Linked DNA regions of Danio rerio: all the other regions are linked to region 3. The links are chromatin contacts, called in public Hi-C and HiCAR-type maps. All regions are on one chromosome and are shown on one strand. Each heading gives the region's core, a stretch centred on a gene start, on an enhancer-like site or on the middle of the called end of the contact. The rest is flanking DNA. Distances are from core to core; before and after follow the strand shown.

The links. Hi-C and Micro-C count contacts between places; a contact is called where the count stands out from the background. HiCAR-type assays count read pairs that join an accessible place to other places.
Region 1: a HiCAR-type map of caudal fin shows a contact between it and region 3, with 11 times the contacts expected there. The contact joins the enhancer-like site here to the promoter of heatr3 in region 3.
Region 2: a contact with region 3 is called in a Hi-C map of hematopoietic stem cells, with 5 times the contacts expected there. The contact joins the promoter of cebpa here to the promoter of heatr3 in region 3. A contact is called at or near these places in 8 of 18 Hi-C or Micro-C datasets (caudal fin, embryo, fibroblasts and 3 more) and 3 of 4 datasets of contacts at active chromatin or transcription factors (caudal fin, embryo and gastrula embryo).

The regions. Positions count from the first base shown.
Region 1 is chr7:38,362,538-38,366,815 of GRCz12tu, reverse strand. No RefSeq gene overlaps it. Among named protein-coding and RNA genes, the nearest start is that of abcc12, 40 kb to the left of the region's middle. Within about 2 kb of position 1,310, at least 4 of the 62 cell types and tissues checked have an H3K27ac peak or open chromatin away from gene starts, as enhancers often do. A contact at or near this core is called in caudal fin, where this site is marked.
Region 2 is chr7:38,300,149-38,304,117 of GRCz12tu, reverse strand. cebpa (CCAAT enhancer binding protein alpha) reads left to right here and starts at 2,083. Exons shown (of 1, transcript NM_131885.2): 1 at 2,083-3,969. The coding sequence starts at 2,297. The coding sequence ends at 3,163. All of the region lies in intron 2 of LOC141375405 (a long non-coding RNA gene), which reads left to right. It overlaps cebpg (CCAAT enhancer binding protein gamma), which reads right to left and starts at 288. Exons shown (of 3, transcript NM_131886.2): 1 at 155-288.
Region 3 is chr7:38,131,151-38,135,038 of GRCz12tu, reverse strand. heatr3 (HEAT repeat containing 3) reads left to right here and starts at 1,592. Exons shown (of 15, transcript NM_200889.1): 1 at 1,592-1,801; 2 at 3,325-3,497. The coding sequence starts at 1,667. LOC141375405 (a long non-coding RNA gene) reads left to right here. Exons shown (of 5, transcript XR_012383413.1): 5 at 1-510.

The DNA of each region.
Region 1 (4,278 bases), core at 61-2,560, 230 kb before region 3:
ATGACATGATAAACTTCTGGAAAACATTTCCTGATAAAACAAGAAATGTAATCAATCCAAATGGTCTAAATGCACCTGTGTGTGTAAAACAAACCCAACTAACCTTAATTGCACGTACATAAGCACAATCCTGAATCTGGAAACTTCATACTTTGAGTTTGCTCAGTTCAATTATCAACACTACATGTAAGAAAACTGATTCACATTATGCCAGTGGTTCTCAGCCAGCCCTCCTGGCAATTTGTTTATTCATTTTTTTCCCCTACTGCTTAGACCCTTTATTCATCAGGGGTCACAACAGCGGAATGAACCACCAACTTATTCAGCATATGTTTTACACAGCGGATCTATACCGCACATCTTTGGACTGTGTGGGAAGCCGGAGCACCTGGAGGAAACCCTCGCCAACACGAGCAGAAAATGCAAACTCTTCACAGAAATGCCAACTGACCCAGCTGGGACTCGAACCAGCAACCTTCTTGCTGTGAGGTGACAGTGCTAACCACTCACCATAGATTAAATATGGTACCTGTAGTACAACTATGGTTATAAATTTGTTATTCAATAGTCAAAAATTTAATCTGAACATTCACCTAAATAATATTATGTATAATTAGTTTTTTTTGAAGTTGTTTCAAGCTTTATAATAATTAAACATGCAAAAATTGCAGAGAAATTAATATTTATGAATAATAAACATTAAAGCTGCTACAGTATTACTACTACCAAAAATATCCATAACTACTCAACATATTTTCCGATTTACAGCATTGATTATGTAATAATTAGTTTCATTAATACATTACTACTCTTAGTTTTGGTAATGAATAGAAAAAAAGAAGCAGGTACATTTCATTATTTTCCAGTATTGAATATACAGTATGAGGGTCAAAAAATAAAAACTACTGCATTAAATAAATGTTGTATTTAACTTGTAATCACATTTAATCCCACTATGCTTCTAAACACATTACACTTGTTTAATATGACCATTACAAATTCATTTTTAAGACTAGCCTAGCAGTTTATAATCCAGAAGATGAACAAGATAACAAATAAATACACTGAACTCCACATAAATGGCATCAATTTGTTCAGGACTGGTTAAAAGAATAAAGAACAATATAAAAAACAGCCATCATTAAGCATTTTCAAGCATTTAAAATCGGTTTAAACTGAGGACGACATTTAGTTTAGTTCTTTGTGTTTTGCCTGTCTGTATGCATGTGTTTTCCTTCTCTTCACAAAAACACCCTCAGACTGTCTCCATTCATAATTAGCGCTGTCAGTCTCACTCTACCTCTCTTTCCATCTCTCACTCTCTCTCTCACACACACACACATGCACAGGCATATTAACACGCACACCAAACAACAGCCTAAAAGGCATGTCTCTCCCATTTCTGTCAGTAGTTATGGTGGTAGAAATGGCACGGGGTTTGACAGGAAAAATGGCCAAAACTGTGATTTACAGAGGATGAGCATAATTCAGCAGCCCTGGTTTACATTACCTTTCAGCCAGCTGAAGACGCACAGAGCTGCTCTGGGTGTGGTGTGTGTGGGATATATTGAGGTGGATTAAAAGTATGAAATCAAATCCAGTGTCATGACTCCACAGCAGCAGAATGTACTTGTGGTGAAGCGGCATTTCCTGTCTCACCCTTTTACACGGGAAGAATTCCCTCACTGAGTCAGCTAAATCAGGTATTTCTGGTAACAGGTTGTTTATCTGCTACATCAGGGCCATTTTTAAAACACCTGAATGGACCGTTCCTTTTGTCATGTTTCAAGACCGTGACCAAATGAAGCAATTTAACCCTTATATTTTAATGCGGGCCAGATTAACTGATGACACAAATATTTAAAAATAATATTTTGAACAATGTTGAAAACTGGTAAACATTAGTGGTGTAATGAAGCTGTGACACCTCAAAACCGTAACAGGTCGGGTGACGTCACTTTCTGTGACGCTTCGAACTCTGAAGTGAGTGGAGGCCGTTGGGGGAGAGGGGGCGGGGTACACTCGTGCTTCGGCACGGTTCAAGACAACTGCAACTAGTGTGAGAACAACCTTACCTGTAGGTTTCAAACAAGCCTTAAGAACTCAATTAGTTTGATCAGGTTTGATTAATTAAGGTTGGAACTAAACTTTGCAGAGCTGCAGTCCTCCAAAGTTTGACACCGCTGCTATAAACTGTTGATTTTTGCGTTTTTCAAACGTTGATTTGAATGCAGCAATTTGAAGGATAAATAAACATATGCAAATCACCATCATTTATAATTTAGATCCTGATCTTTTATTGATTAACTGTACAGCTTAGACTAAATGCACTAATGCAGGCGAAACAAGTAGTGACGGAAAACAACTTTAATAACCTAAAAAACCCACCACATCCCACATAACCTACCACAACTTCTTCCGTAATAATTTGATTTTTACAGGAAAGCCTAAATGCTTTCAGTGATTTGAATGACGTGAAAGATGATCTCTCTGTGATCATTAAGAATGTAGGATTAATCTAAAAGGAAAAAAAACGTTATAGCCTAATCCGTGGGTTGCATGTGTTCAAAACTGTGTGTTGTAATCCATACATATCACGGATCAACCGTGATCCATTACACCCCTAGTAACTATTGACATTCATAGTAAGAAAAACAAACAGCACAGAAGTCTGTTGCTGTTGATGTTTTTCTAGCATTCTTCAGTATATTTTATTTTGTGTTCAACTGAACAAACAACAAACTAATTGGAAACAAATCAAGGGTAAGTAAATGATGACAGAATTTTTACTTTTGGGCAAATTATCTAAAGAAAGAGGTACACTTTGTAAAGTTATGTAAATTCTTATCAATTGTAGCATATACATTCTGTAGGCATTAAAATCCATGATATTGGTGTTGTTAGTGCCATGCTCTATAAAAGCACACATACATAACAAAATACTACTACAACTACTACTGATATTTAATCATTGTGTCCATTGTGCAATTTGTGCTTGAATTGTGGACATTGTTAGCACATAATTAAAGATTTATTATTATAGTGTTTGTTAGGTTAAGTAATAGGGGGCAGCTGTGGCCTAATGGTTAGAATGTTGAACTTGTGATCCAAAGGTCACAGGTCTGAGTCCCAGCACTGGCAGGGATTAGCTGTTGGAAATGAATATCCAGCGCTCTCATCCACACTTAATAACACATTTGAGTTGATTTCCTTGAGCCAAACCCCCAACTGCTTCCTGGCCAGCCTACTGCTCTGAGTGTTTTATGGTGTGAATCACTTCGGACAAAAGGCTTGCATGTAACAATTTTGTGATCTCCACTGATAATATAATTGTTATGAATTCCAGAGCCGAGTAGCAGGGTTTTAATTACTGGCAGTAATATTTATATTTAAATATGAATTCCAGGGCATCACGGTGGCACAGTAGGTGTAACGATCGCCTTACAGCAAGAGGGTCGCTGGTTCAGTTGGCATTTCTGTGTGGAGTTTGCATTTTCTCCCTGTGTCCACATAGGATTCCTCCGGGTGCTCCGGTTTCCGCCACAGTCCAAAGACATGTGCTGTAGGTGAATTGGGTAGGCTAAATTGTCCGTAGTGTATGTGTGTGAATGAGTGTGTGTGAATGAATGGGCATCCGCTGCGTAAAACATGCTGGATAAGTTGGAGGTTCATTCCACTGTGGTGACCCCATATTAATAAAGGGACTAAGCCAAAAAGAAAATGAATGAATAAACAAAGAATGAATTCTGTGTCTGCAAAACCAACATTTAAAATGAATTACTGATAAATCTTATCACAATCAAACTTGAATCCAATAAAAACCATATGGATAAAAATCGAATCAACAACCAGTCCTAGTTACAGTTTTGCACCTGTACAACAGCTACATTCAGCTATGCAGAAACGACACCTGTTGATCCTCAGGAATGTTTCCACGAACACCTCAAACTCAAACTTTGTCTCATTCTCCAATTTTTGCTCTCTCTGGATAAGATATAGTAGTCAGCGAGCTGTAAAACTAGACCATTGAACCTAAAAGAGACTGAGATTGTTCTGTGGACTTAATGCACTGAGGACATTCTTTCACTCTCGTCTTTATCTCTTCTTTCCTGTGGTTTGTTCCTGAGTCTCAAACTCAAAGTTTAATAGTGATAATATATCACCAGCTATTGTGCTGAGTATGTGTCTGATAAAGCTAATCCACTGATATTCTTCAGCGGTACAGCTGACTGGCCTTTCTGGATTTAGCTGGATCTTTAGTATTTGAATGGCTAAGTT
Region 2 (3,969 bases), core at 834-3,333, 170 kb before region 3:
GTCTAATATTGGCTTATAAAGCACTCGCTGGCCCCAGATCCGGGAGTTGAAGCTGTTTTGCAATCGAGTGAGCGGCACGGATCCTCTCATCGTGTAATTGATAAAAACTAAATTCGACAGTCTGTATAGCACAAGATAACCCCATACAACTTACCTCGAACGTTCGTGCCTTATAAGTCCTCCGCTCGGGTAAATAAAGAATAATGTCCTCTTTGTTCACGGAAAAATAAGCACAGGTTGAGGTGTTATTGTTTGGTAAAGCGGCGCTTGGGAGTATTGCGAAATCTTGTGACCATGTAGGGAAATCTACTCTTGCAGCCAATCAAACCAGAGGGTTGGAAAAATGACGAAATGCACTCTTTGATTGACATGTCCGAGAACCAATCAGGCTGCACATCTCTGTTTGAGGCGTTTTTATGCATTACAGCTTGAGATCTGTCAAGAATACTAAACAATGTAAAATATAGCTTTATTTTTTGCAATGAAAATGAAAACATAAGATTTACTCATTATTTATGAATTATGAATTGTGTTACATGCATAAATGCAGATTAATATTCTATAGTACATTAAGAAACTATTAAAATAGAAAGGAGAGCTGGGCTAAATTACCCCTAAAAATGGTTAGCCTATAGTAAAATTGTGGTAAGTTAACCATGTTTTTTATTGCCAATTGATTGCAGTTTTTACCGACAGTATTGCTAACATTAAACTTTAAGAGTAGCCAAATCATTGTTCATTTGTGGTAGTTTAACTGTGTCTTTTTGTAGTAACTCCACGTGTAAGGGTAAGTAAAAATAATTTTAATGTTCCAGCTTTTTGTTACATAGCATTTTCATTTTATATCTGGAAAACCTAAAAATAGCCTTCTCATAGAAGCTTGTGTCTATCTCGCTAAACAACTTCAATTCATGAGTAATATTTTAGGTCCATCTTTAATTTATCACATTTCTTTTCCCCTGTTTATTTATTTTGTATTCTGTTGCAAGTAAATCATGGACCTTACCATCAGGTACTACATTTCTTTAATTAATGGCATGCAACAACTCGTTAAGCTCATGCAGGGCTCTAACATGAACATGTCCAGTTCCTGCTTAAGTAATACAATTGTAAACAATAGGGAAAAAGGTCAATTATAACTTATCTATTGCTGGCGGCATGTCTGTTGGTTTCTCGTCTCATTCTTTAGGTGCCAGGCCCGCGCTGTAACAATAGAGGGAGCTCCCATACTGCGCACGCACTGATTAATGCCCGATCCTCACGCTCCAACTTCAGCGCAATTGTCAAGTTCCTCAGCTTTTCTCGCACTATGGGGAGACATGTGATGCTCTGTTGGTTTTGGCAAAGGCGGCGTATTCATTGTTGTGCGCAAACATTCTCCCTAGCGTTTATGAACAGTACAATTATGTTGAAGCGACCAGCAAACCCATTTTAATCTAATCTAATTTAAATCTTCAAGGGGATGCCCAAATCTCACTTTTGAATGTTTATTTGTGTGTGAATAAATTATGTTATGTATTTATCAGAAAATGTCATGTGTCATTAGGCTATTGTGCATTATTGTACACCTAAAAAATCATTACATCCAGTTTATTGAAAGATGCTTCTACGTTAATTTGTGTTTCATTCAGAAGGTGCTGAGCGACAGTTCTCCGTAAATGTTTGTCGTTGTAATTGCTCTCATCCTTCAGTCCGCGCTTACCTCTTCTCTCCTAACGAAAATCATTTCCCCAGTGCAAATTTCTTGCAAATTCAATTTGAATTACTCACACACCCCAAAACGTCCAAAGTCCTGCACATTTCCCACTTGCACCTATTTGAGCATCAAAACGTTAAGAAACAGTTAATATGAAAAAAACAAAGACGCCTTGTTTTAATAACTATTTTAATCAGCATAAAACGATAATATGTATATATATATATTTTTTTCATCCGGTAATAATAACATTTATGTAGTTCTAGGTCTATCAGTGCGTCCGCTGCGCTCTCGCGCACAGATCACTCAGGAAAGCATTAGGACCGCCCTCCAAACTCCAAAGACTATATAAGTGCACTCAGAAAAGTACTTGACAGACGTGAAGCTCACACACTGAGGTTGCAAGTGTCATCTTAAAGGAGATCCCGTGTGGCGTTTCAGCCTTTAAACTCGCATCCACTTTACCGCCAAGTGCACAGTCACGACAGGTTGCTTACTCACCTGTCCAGAGAACTTGCAGCCAGCACGGCTTTCTCCGGTACTGCGACCAAGCTGGATTCCCGGAGCTCTTCACCATGTCTGGCGGGTTTTAGATACTCCATGGAGCAAGCAAACCTCTACGAGGTCGCCCCACGGCCACTAATGACCAGCCTTGTACAGAATCAGCAGAACCCCTACATCTACAAAGACACCGCTGGAGACCTGAGCGAGATCTGCGAGAACGAGAACTCCATCGACATCAGCGCCTACATTGATCCGTCTGCCTTCAACGACGAGTTCCTGGCTGACTTATTCCACAACAGCTCCAAGCAAGAGAAGCTCAAACTGGCGAGCGGAGACTACGACTACCACCACGGTGCCAATGGCGCGCCGGGGGCCCCGCAGATGTATGGCTGCCTGAACGGCTACATGGATTCTTCCAAACTAGAACCCATCTACGACAGCCAAGCAAGAATGAGACCCGTGGCCATCAAACAAGAGCCTCGGGAGGAAGATGAGCTTGGCGACTCGATGCCACCCACCTACCACCACTCTCAACACCACGCGCCGCATCTGTCCTACCTTCAGCACCAGATCGCGCACTGCGCGCAAACCACCATGCATCTCCAGCCGGGCCATCCCACACCTCCCCCGACGCCCGTACCTAGTCCGCACCACCAGCACAGCCACCTGCCGGGGGGCTCCATGAAGATTGGCGATCGAGGGAAATCCAAGAAACACGTCGACAAGAACAGCACCGAGTACAGGCTGAGGAGGGAGCGCAACAACATAGCCGTGCGCAAGAGTCGGGACAAGGCGAAAATGCGCAATGTGGAGACGCAACAAAAAGTGATCGAGTTATCGGCGGATAACGATAGACTGCGCAAGAGGGTGGAACACCTCACGCGAGAACTGGAGACGTTACGGGGCATCTTCAGGCAGCTCCCCGACGGCTCGTTTGTCAAAGCCATGGGCAACTGCGCTTAACGGAGCGAGCTTGACTTTTGAAGTAACTTTTGCGTGATTTTTTTCGTCTGCTGGATAACCGCTGACACGTTCTGAAAGTGTTTCTATAGGAGCCAGGCAGCTGCGGTATACATGTGCCTTTTGTACAAAAACAAAGAAAGAAACGATAAGCTCATCTACACATTAGGACTAATACATGCTGGTGTAGTCCTGTTAGGAATGTGTGTTAGCTACGCTAAGCATATCAGTGCAGCTAATGGGCATGATTTTACCCTGTCAGTCTACTTTTCATGCTTTTCAAGTTACCAACTTTCATAACAAACCTGAACTGCCCTTTTGGCAAACAGAAAAGTTTCTGCCATAGCAGGCTTTCTACCATACCTGTTGCAGCATAACACCCACTGTATGATATTGTTGAATTTATATATCAAGCAGGGGTGGGTGGGGTTGTTCCATGGACGGTAATAGACAAAATGCCAAAGCATAGGACTGGAACTTATTGGTTTTTACTGTGGTAGGCAAGTTGTCATTCATAACTCAGACTGTGTGCACTATGTCGTCCGAACGCGACTCTATGAAGCGCATTACATTGTGAACATTTTGCCATGATTCGGGTACTGATCTGTAAAATGCTTGTCAGTATACAGCTTTTAAAGTAAACGCTTTGTATTTATGCAATATGATTGATAAAAATGTGAAAGGGTGCATATTTCTATGCAATGTTTGTTGCTGTCAGAATAATTTCGGTGGACTGTCACCGTGTGCTTTCTCACTGGTTTTGCAGTGAAGTCCTGTCTTGCTCTGTAAGCGTGTGCATTTCATGCGAA
Region 3 (3,888 bases), core at 343-2,842:
CATACAGTAGTAATGTCAAATATGAAAACATTGTCTGTAAAAGTGGTACACGGAACAAAGAAACCATAAATATGGAATAAGGATGAATAAAGGTGAAATCTATAGAAAATGTAGTCCAGTTGGGTCATCCTCTGTGGTAACTGATGTCATTTGATCTATCCTGAAACTTTCATCATCTAAACATGTAATGTTATACATCAGTTTCTATGCATCAAGAGTAATGCAACAGTTATTTATCATTTTGAGTGCCTGTCTCAGTTGATAATAACATCATGTTAAGTAAATTAATATGCATTTATTTTAAATGTAATGTTTGATTTGGACTTTGAAATGGGATCAATTTGATGTTTAATTGTGTTATATTAAACAGGTGATCCTGGTTCAATGAACAAAGTATCTTTGACTTGTGTTTAATTTATCCAAGCATTTTGAAATTTGTGGCAAAACGATTGTAAAAAATTGTAAATGTAAATTTCTATTTAATGATTAAAATTTAAATAACTGCTTTGTTATTTTATGTAGTTTCAAATGAATTTATTACTCCAGTCATTATTACTGTTACCATTAATATTAATAATAATAATAAATAATAAAAATGTGTTTTCCAGAGATGGGTTGCAGCTGGAAGGGAATCCGCTGTGTAAAAACATGTGCTGGATAAGTTGGCGGTTCATTTCGCTGTGGCAACCCCTGATCAATAAAGGGACTAAGCCGACAAGAAAATGAATGAATGAATAAAATAGTGATTTCTGAAGGATCATGTCACTGAAAACTGGAGTAATGAAGCTGAAAATTCATCATTGAAATCACTGGAATAAATTATTAAATTAAATGATAAATTACTTTTGAACTGTTATCTTATAGTACAAGGACATTTCACAATTTTTAAAATGTGTACTGTATTTTTGATGAAATAAATTCAGCCTTGGTAAGCAGGAGAAGCTTATTTTAAGATCTTTTAAAATCCCAAAACTTCTATACATATACTATTAACTATTATGCTGGAAAGGTTTTGATTCTATTTTGCTGGTCCCTTGCTATATTCATATGCTGGTCTGAAAATAATTGGGGTAAAATACTCTGAACCATAAATGGATTTATGACTCACAAACTGAGGAAGCACTTTATGGCCTATTCTCCCCTACATTTAGGTAGAGAGTAATATTAACTCATTTCTCTACAGTTAGGGTTTGGATGCTTAAGTTTCAGGTTTGTTCATTATTCAAGTTTTCTGAGAGGGACCGTTCAGACAGATCTGAAGCTCCATGTGGACAAATTCACTCTTGGCTAAATTACAGTTTGAGATTAGACATGGGCTCTCCTGGAGTAGTTTATCTGTATACAGATCAAATCGGTTTGATTTAGATTCATGGTTTCTTCGGTGGGTATTTCAGACAGAGAAACACATGGGTTGATACTGACCGTTTGACATCCAGGATCTCTTCTTGTCGAGTGCAATGATTTCTATGATTTCTCTATGAAACCTGAAGCGTGCTTGCTCCACGGGGTGGCGCTGTCGACTGTCAACGACAGTTTTCGCGCGACAGTTTATTTCACTTTACGGCAGCGACGTACGTCCACATGGTCGCTCGTGTTGTGAGTCTACGCGAGTTTAAAATACAAGATAATTGATATTACACGTCAAGTGTAGTCAAAACAGTTAACAATGGGAAAAACAAAGAATCCTAAATTCAAACGGTCGCAGTTTTCTCCCGACGGTCTTGCAGCAACTGCTGTTAAAAACACTGTTGAAGAAGCAGAAGATGAAGAAGACTCTCCGGCAGCTGAGCTACTGGAAAAAGTAAGCTGACACCACTGTCACAACAGTATTTCTTTTATATTTAATGCTTTATTTTATAAAACAGAATGTCAGAATTACGTGGATTAAACAACATTAGTGTAACTTGTGTCTAAATATGGCTTGTGTGTTGAGCGTGTCTAATAATAGTCGAAAAGACAACATGATATTGTTATAATGAACACTCATAAATGCCTTGAAAAAACTATTAATCGTTCAATATTTTACAGTGCATTTTGAGAATATTCAGATAATTGTTGTTTTGATGTGCTTCATTGGATACTTTAATATGAAACAAAATCTTGACATGTTAATCTGCCCAAAAACTTGCAGAGATGTTGACTGATAATGCTCTGATTCTTGGTAGACCTGGTATTTGTTAAAACTTTACAGCAAGTCAGCATTAGATAACATTAGGTAATTAAACTCTACAGTTTGCGAAAACAACTTGTAAAACACATATTAGATGATGTTAATATAGCAAGTCATTTAAATCAAAACTTGCAACTGTTTTATTTAATAAATTTAATAACGAATTAAGCTCAGCTGTATATTTGTAAACTAACATTTACATAACAAAGTCAATACTGATTTTAGGTCATTTATTAATTGTTGATTTTTACCATATGTCGCATTGGACATACAAGATAAACTCACGCCTTTTTACCTAAAGATGAAGACCCCACTCAATGTTTGTTCTGCACAACTCCCCTTACTGTAAAACACATTTTACTGGACTGTCCTGCTTTTAATGATATCAGAAGCCTTTTTTATGAAATTAACTCTCTTAAGGACATTTTAGCAAAGTGACACCAGAAAAGATTTTGAATTCTTATGTATTCACACTTAAAATCTTATTTAACTTGTGTATTCATTCATTCATTTGTTTGTTGTTCTTAACTGTTTATTTATTATTGAAATGTTCTTCCCATGAAAATAGCCTTAGTTGCTGACAAAAAAATACATTACATTACATTAAATATTGTTAGTAATTTTTTTATTTACCACCACAAACTTTATTGTATATTGAACTCTTTGTAATCCTTTTGCAATTTAATTAGTTTGAAACTTTGAGTTTCTCTAAAACTCTCTGTACAATAAATCAGAGTTGTTGTTTTTTTCTATTTCTGTACCTGTTTTCACCATTTCATATGATGTTGTGATAGTATCATGCACCATGATTAAATCTTCAGTGAAAATGTGATGCCCTCACATGCGCAAGTGTGTCTGCTCTTTGAATGATGGGATGAATGGATAGTAGCAAGTTGAATAGAGGAAACGAGTCAGCAAGCTTCCAGTTCACAGCTTAACTGACTAGTGTATCTGTTAAGCAAGCTGTAGACGACTCTTCAGCTTTGAAACAGCCAGTTTTTCCTCAGCCCCTATTGAGGTATTCCGATATATCTTAATTTAAATGTGACTCTCATAGTGTGTGTGTGTGTGTGTGTGTGTGTGTGTGTGTGTGTGTGTGTGTGTGTGTGTGTGTGTGTGTTTATTTATTTGTTTGTTTGTTTGTTTGTTTCTAGTTGCAGAGTCCCTCAGCAGATGTGCGCGAGTATGCCTGTGCCAGTATCTCTCGGATTGTCCAGGAGAATCAAACCTTACCAGGATTCCTCCAAAGAGATGCAGTGAGGAAAATTGGACCTTTATTGCTTGATCACAGCCTGACGGTCAGAGAAACTGCTACAGGAGCGCTCAGGTACATGCACAAATGACACTGACTCTAGATCTGAACTGTGAATTGAAGGTGACATATGTAGATGTAAATGTCTGAGTATTCTCTCTCAAAGATTTTAAAGTTTCTTAACTGTTTTAAAGGTTTTTGTAATTAAAAAAAAAAAACAGAAATGATTAGAATGACAATGTACATGCATTTGATATACAGTAAGGCCAAGTTCAGACTGCAACATTTTCAAAGTAGTCATGTCACAGGTGTTTTCACAATACATGACTATCTGCACTAGTGTTGAGTCACTGCTGTGTTAACACTGCAAGATGGATTGGCGACAGGGGGTTTCACACCGCATGACTTTATGATAGGAAGAATCGCAGACAACTTTGTCTCTGTCCAAAAACTACATCTTACAACC